Linked DNA regions of Gossypium hirsutum: region 1 is linked to region 2. Evidence: chromatin contacts called from public Hi-C data. All regions are on one chromosome and are shown on one strand. The core of a region is the stretch at or near the end of the contact, and the rest is flanking DNA. Distances in the headings are between cores, read along the strand shown.

Evidence for each region. A called contact is a pair of places that touch in the nucleus more often than the background predicts.
Region 1: a contact with region 2 is called in a Hi-C map of seedling, with 2.7 times the contacts expected there. The contact joins the promoter of LOC107920663 here to the promoter of LOC107919847 in region 2. A contact is called at or near these places in 2 of 34 Hi-C or Micro-C datasets (leaf and seedling).

What each region holds. Positions count from the first base shown.
Region 1 is chrD13:7,563,998-7,567,594 of Gossypium_hirsutum_v2.1, reverse strand. It overlaps LOC107920663 (endoplasmic reticulum-Golgi intermediate compartment protein 3), which reads right to left and starts at 1,434. Exons shown (of 14, transcript XM_016850476.2): 1 at 1,255-1,434; 2 at 871-1,052; 3 at 316-389; 4 at 1-18. The coding sequence starts at 1,015.
Region 2 is chrD13:7,408,157-7,411,544 of Gossypium_hirsutum_v2.1, reverse strand. It overlaps LOC107919847 (calmodulin-binding transcription activator 2), which reads left to right and starts at 1,934. Exons shown (of 12, transcript XM_041110157.1): 1 at 1,934-2,161. The coding sequence starts at 2,122.

The DNA of each region.
Region 1 (3,597 bases), core at 185-2,684, 160 kb before region 2:
AGGAAAAGTGACATCAAACTGCCAGTCCAAACAGAAATGGGGTGTAAACAAAGCATCAACTATTGTTTTACTAATACATTTAAACCACGAAAACAAACAAACATGAAAAATTTTCAACATAAAAGGCTCTAACATTTGCTTTGAGCATTCCGCATCAGTAGTAGATCAAGTAGAAAGTTTTAAAAAATATTATGATAACGCACACACAAGACATAAACTTGAAACAACGTATAGAACTAACTTTTAGAAGTCAACAAATTCGAAATATGAACCCAGGAAAGTCGTTTAACAACAAGTGGGAAGAGAGATGGTTACATTTATGCGTAAGGTTTCCCCTCTTGAAGTATCCACCAATAGCTTCGTCTCCGTAGCGGTGTGCAGGTACAATCCTGCAAAAGAAAAAAGCAGTCCACATAATCACAATACTCATGATAGAAGAATTAAACATCACCAGGCCCCAACAACAAAGTTATAATTTTGTATTAAAAACATATAATGAGGATTTCATTCTAGTCTAAGTTGCTTAACTTCCAGTTAATTGCTTATAAAATTAACACCTTAAGTGAAAGACCAAATATAAAAGGCAATTAATGTAGCTTCTAAAATACCTGTATCTACATTTGTACAAAAACTTTTATACTCACTTACTCAAAGATCTTACCTTTCAATTGAACACACACACACGCACAAAAAAAAAAACCCAAATTTGTAAAGTTATATATACATACAAAAATTAAAACGACCCGAATTTGCATATGCAAAAATAAGATCAACCTCAAATTTGCATATATAAATATAAGAACAACCCAAAATTGTAATGTTCATTTTCATAAAGAAAATCAAAAGAAATAGAACAAAAGATTGACTTACTGAATTCGGAAAAGACGAGTAAGAGTATGGCAAGAGAAGAGACAAGGGTGATAATGCCACCGGAAAGTGAACGGGTGAAGAAATCTTCATTGACTTTCGGGTAGGCGTCTAAATTCCGTAGCTTGCTTAAGACGGTGTTCTTCATGGCTAACCCCTTTTTCTCCGGCGTCGGAAAAAAAACACTAAACAGAAACCAAAAAACAAAGATCCCCAAGCTTTGAAACCCTCTAAAGAAAGAAAAAAATTTGGTCTAAATTATATGTTTGCTTGTGTTTTTATAAGAAAATAACTAAATAAATTACTATGTACAGAAAGAAAAAGATGCTAATCCAATTAAAGGTTGGGTTTTATTTTTATTTTTATTTTGAAGACGGCGGCGCTTACGAGAAAGCCAGAAGGAGAGAGAGTGAGAGAGAGGCCGTCGTCAAAGGCTACCCTCTGGTACTAGTTTCAGTGAATTTACATAAATGGGCATCAATCATGGAGTGCAATCAAATGGGTCAAAAGTCCAATTTGATGTGTTAAAATGTCGAACCGCATTCATATTTGGGAATTGTTCTTTCCTTCTTCCCGGAGATTTATTCTTTTTTACTAATTTCCACTAAAGGTAATTTTTAATTTTAGTCCCTTTATTATATTAAAATTTTAATTTAATCCATAAAGTTAACACTATTAACTATTTTAATATTTACACCAGCAAGGGGGCTGGCAGGGGGCGGTACCCTAAAATGAAAACCTTTTCATTTAAATCTTTTAAAATTTTTAAAATTTTAAATTAATAAAGGTAAAATTATAATTTAACCCCCTAATAATAATAATAAATTGATTTAATCTTTTAAAAATTATAAAGATATAGATTATTATAATGATGAAATTTTATTTTTACTATTGTAAAAATTATAAATTAATTTCAGCCCGCTAAAAAGTTTTCTAGTTCGTCGCTGTACATCAGCATTTTAATCAAAATGGTCTTTCAACTAACTAATGACATTATAAAAAATATCACTAATTAATGATATTATAAAAGTAAAAAACTAAATTATATCAAATCAAAGTATCAAGAATAAATCTCAAATTTGAGCTAAAACCTGTTTAAAGTCTGAACTACCTCTACTTAAGCTTGAAATCTTGTCGATGATTTCGACAAAAATGTTAAGCCCCCAAGAAAAAGAGAGAAACTAAGTACATTTAAGATAAGAGTTGGACTTAGGCTTTAACAAATAAATTAAAATTTTAACAACATATAATATAATAATGTAAGCATTAAAAAAATATGAACATGTTTTAGTAAAATTTGAGATATATATTTTTAGTTAAATCCAGTTTAAATAAGTATAAAATATGTTAATACGATAGGAGAAACCTACCATTAACAACTAATTTGAGCATAGTAAACTAACAAAATCATAACTAACCATAAATAAATAGATAAAATAAAACAATTTACTTTTTGTCCATAATAGCCTTGGAAATTTGTAACTTTTTTCCAATTTTAATCCCACATTATCACATAGATTAAAATTAGGAAAAGTTGTCAAATTTTAAAAGTAATGTGAATAAGAAAAATTCAAGGAGTAAGTTGAGAAAAATCACCAAATTTAGGACTAAATATCTATTTATCCCACTAAAATTCCTGAGAGAAAAGAAAACATCCACACCTTTCCTAATCGGGTTTTGTTGGCAGAATGAAGAACACTGATTTTCTGTGTTTATATTTCTCAAACAAAAGCGTTTGTGAAAATTCTTGTGACAAAAGAAAGAAAGGAATTTGTCCTGTTTATATAAATGTACTGCTTTATGGCATTGTTTCACAATTTAGGAAAAGATTATTGTCCCAACTTGTAATTTGTTAGTAGTCTTGGTTTTTTGTTCCTTGTTTAATTTATTGCACTTCTTTTACACGTTTTCCAACTTTTTCCTTCATACAAAATATAGTTTCATTAACGCTTTTTTTTTGTTATTTTTTTGTTGTTGATGCGTTGTAGAATTTATCATGGGTGGAGCGACTCAAGGCTAGTTAAAAAGGTGAAATGATTTAAGTAAAAATATAAGTTTAAAAAACGGTTTAGATAAAGAGTAAGACCCATTTTCTAAACGGGCTGGATCTTAAGTAATAATTTTTTTGTCTGGGCTTGACTTGAATTTGACTACAATTTTTTCCATATTATTTTTTGTTATTTTGATATCATTTTACTATTATATTGCTAATGTACAACTCTTAGTTTATTGTTAATTTTGCTACTATTTTAGAGACATTTGTTAGCTAAGTTGCTAATATATTTTTAATTTGTTGGAAAATATTTGTTTTAAATTTTTTTAGTGTATTTTATATATTATATTTTTTAATTTTATTTTCATATAAAAAATATTAATAAGGACGGATAAGGCTAGACTTGGGTTTAGCATTTTTTATCTGGGTTGAGCTTGGGCAAAATTTTAGACCCATTTTTTGAGTCGAGTCGAGTCGGGCTCAAGCATAGAAAACGGGCTTAAAATTTTACATTAGCCCAACCCATGATTAGGTCTAGTGTGTTGGTTCTATACTTTTTTATGGGTTGAATTATTTGTTTAAATTCGAATGTAAAAGGATTTTAGTAAAAATATTAAGTTTGTTTAAAATATGGGTTAGGTTCAAAAGTTTAAATATTTAAAGCTCAAAGTCTGACATGGCCTGACTTTTTTTTATAAGTTTGTAATATATTATATTGGAAAAATATTTGGTATGCT
Region 2 (3,388 bases), core at 685-3,184:
CACCTATATTATTTTAGTGTGTAAAAGAGCTACTGGCAAATAAACCTCGATGATACAATGAAACCTAATGACTATCTACGTTTTACATTGACGAAAATAGTCTACTGAGTATCGAGCGGAGCAGAGCAATGATATCAATTTCTACAAAGAATTTCTACAATAATTCTTTATAGAATAATCTAGAAATATAAAAAATGGTGGGAGAATAGAAAGAAACATTTGATGTATTTTCTGGTGTGTCAGACAAATGAAATTTGGCTCTTACTTATAGTAGTTCTGATGTCTCTTCATATGAACACAACTATCTAAATGGATAGATGATTCATTGTTAATAATAAAGTGATATAATTTTTGAATTTAAAAGACATAATTCACCACTATAAAATGTGATAACTCTTGGTTAATAACCAAATAATATAACTTTTGATTGATTATAATTTTTCATATGCAACAATTGGAACATATTCCAACAAAAATCAAATCTATTTTAATAGTAATGGTGGGCATAAGTTTGTATGAATACATTCGACCCTCATTGGCACCTTGAAATATGAGGAACACAACATCGTGCTGTTATGGAAGGAAGTTGAAATTGGCTTTTTTGTATTAGCACACCAGTTGTTACGAGAAGGCGACAGTTCCCCGTGCAAAGGCATTCGCTCATCGTTCCGAGTCCACAATGATAATAAACCATATGACATTTCTGAAGCCTGTCAAAGAAAACAGTATATATATATATTTGTGCGGATAAGATTTAGGCGAGACCTCCCCCAGGCCCAGGTGATGGCGTTTTATACTGTCCAGGTGAGGTGTTTTCATCTTCAAGTCAACCTAGATTGGAGCATACTCTCAGTTGCTTCCAGGTAAGACAAATTTGGAGTCAACCCATACTCCTCACATTAATTAGTAGAATAAAATTGTTGAAAAATGAAAAATAAAACAATATAAATGTTTTATACGGGTAGGAGGAGTTTGAAGGTAAGTAGGATGTGTTTGGAGGTGTTCAAATAATCCCAGCATTATGGTTGATTCTGACTCGATTGTGAATAGAGCATGGGTTCTGGGAGAAGTTTTTAAAGCTATTGATCATTTGGTGGTTGGTATAAAGACTGTCCTTTGTAGATCAACAATTCATTAAATGTTAATATATCAAACATTTAAAAAATAAAAAACTTTTATATATCAAACATAGGTTCATTAAATTGTTGAAATAAACCATCTCGCAAACTCACTAATGGGATAGACATATATTTACAATAAATCTAATATTTTTGAAAATTTAATATGTAACGATTAATATATGTAGAATCAAATTCGTGCACAGTCAAAAAAAAATAATTGGTAAATAATTAAGTTGCTTCCTTTACACGACGTGGAACTTTCCCAAGCCCTCTCCACTTTTCTACCAGTAAAGTGGCTCCTAAATCGTTTTCACATTTCCCTGATTTTCTAAAGGGTTTTATTACTATATTGGCTCCTAATTTATATCAAAATTTCTAAAGTGATCCTAAACTATTTATTTTTATCAAAAGTAAATTATCAATTTTATCTAAAAAGTGTTTGACCTCTTACAATAATATGCCACATGTTGGTATTAATTTTAAGGCTGAACTACAAAATTACCCCCAAAATTATGTTGCTTTTTCACTTAGGTACTTAAATTTTTTTTTTGTTAAAAGTGATATCTAAACTATAAACTGAATTTCATTTTACCCAAAAAGTATATGACATTCAACAAGAATATTTCATTTATCATGTTCTTATTGGTTTATATATACGAAATCGATAAAAAAACTTTAAATACTTAAGTAAAAGGGATCAATCTGAAAATTTTATTATAATTTAGGGGTCAATTTTATGAATAAAACATTTCCTAAAGTCTCACTCAGCTCCACATATACACATAAATAATATACTTAAAAATAAAAATCCCAGTAAGACAGTCAAAAGGAAGCAAAAGAGAAAAAAAAAAAGAAAAAAAAAGAAAAAGAAAAAACCTCTTCTCAGCTTTCGTCTCTATCGTTCTTTGCTTATCTCAACAATCAAACAAAAATCAACTCCAAAAGAGAAAAAAAAAATCAAATCAAATCGCTTGATCTTTTCGTGTTCAAGTTTCTAGTCATGGCGGATCGCGCGTCCTACAGTTTGGCTCCTCGATTAGGTTAGCTTTCTGCCGGTCTCTTTCACCTACTTTTTAGAAAAGAAATATTTATATACAATATATTTGTTTAGATTTCCGTACCTTTTCCACGCGTTTTTAGTCTCAAATTTGCGCGTAGTTCTGTAATTCTCATTAGTGTTAATTTTACATTGATCCGTTTTAGGATTGTGTTTGTTTTATGGGGGTTTAAGCCTAGGGATGATAATTGAATTCTATTTACTGAGAAAAATGGAGTTTGAGTATAGAGATATAACTTAATTTGATTACTGAGACTGGGAGGGAGGAATTGTTAATTGTTAGCTTTGAAGAACTTATTATCATATCGGGAAATAGATGATTTAGGGTTTGATTGTCCAGTGATAGAATTAACGATGATTTGAGCTTTCTTCTGCTTGCATTGAAGAGTAGAATGCATTTTCATATTGATAACTTTGGTTTTGAAGTAAGAACACTTTGTATAACTTTACAAAGCTTTAAAGAGATATGGTAGTTTAGATTTCCATACTATATCAATGCTTTTTTAATCTCAAATTTGTGCGTAATTCCTTTATTGTCATTAGTGTTAATTTTATATTGATCCGCTTTAGGATTGTGTTTGTTTTAGTGGATGATTTACAACTGAAGTCTAGATATATAACTTAATTTGATTACTGAGATTGGGTGCAAGAAATTGTTAAATTGTTAGCATTGAAGGACTTAATATCATATGGGAAAATCGACGATTTAGTGTTTGATTGTCAGATGATAGAATTAATGATGATTTAAGCTTTCTTCTGCTTGCATTGAAGAGTAGAATGTATTTTCAAATCAATTAACTTTGGTTTTGAAGTAAGAGCACATTTTATAACTTTAGAAAGCTTTGAAGAGATAATGCTAAAAAACTCTTATCAAATAGGCTTAATGAATTAGAGATTATGCCTGGGTTCTGGATTGTTTCTGGTAATTTATATCAATTAATACAGCAATTCATGCCTTGATAATCTGCTGTAAACACAGGAAGGTAAGCTTGTGACCTTAGGTTATGCAGACAGAAGCATTTGCATTATGAACAGTTTGCAGTTTTATCTCTCTTTAAGCACTTGGAATGCTCCAATGTAAAATTAACAGTTGGATAACAAATAAAATTTTGCTTGGTTTGAGTTAGAGCATCTTTCATTATCCAACTTTCTTGAGTTTTTGAGAGTGGAATATAGGTAAGGAATGTTATTTAATGATAATACAGATGAA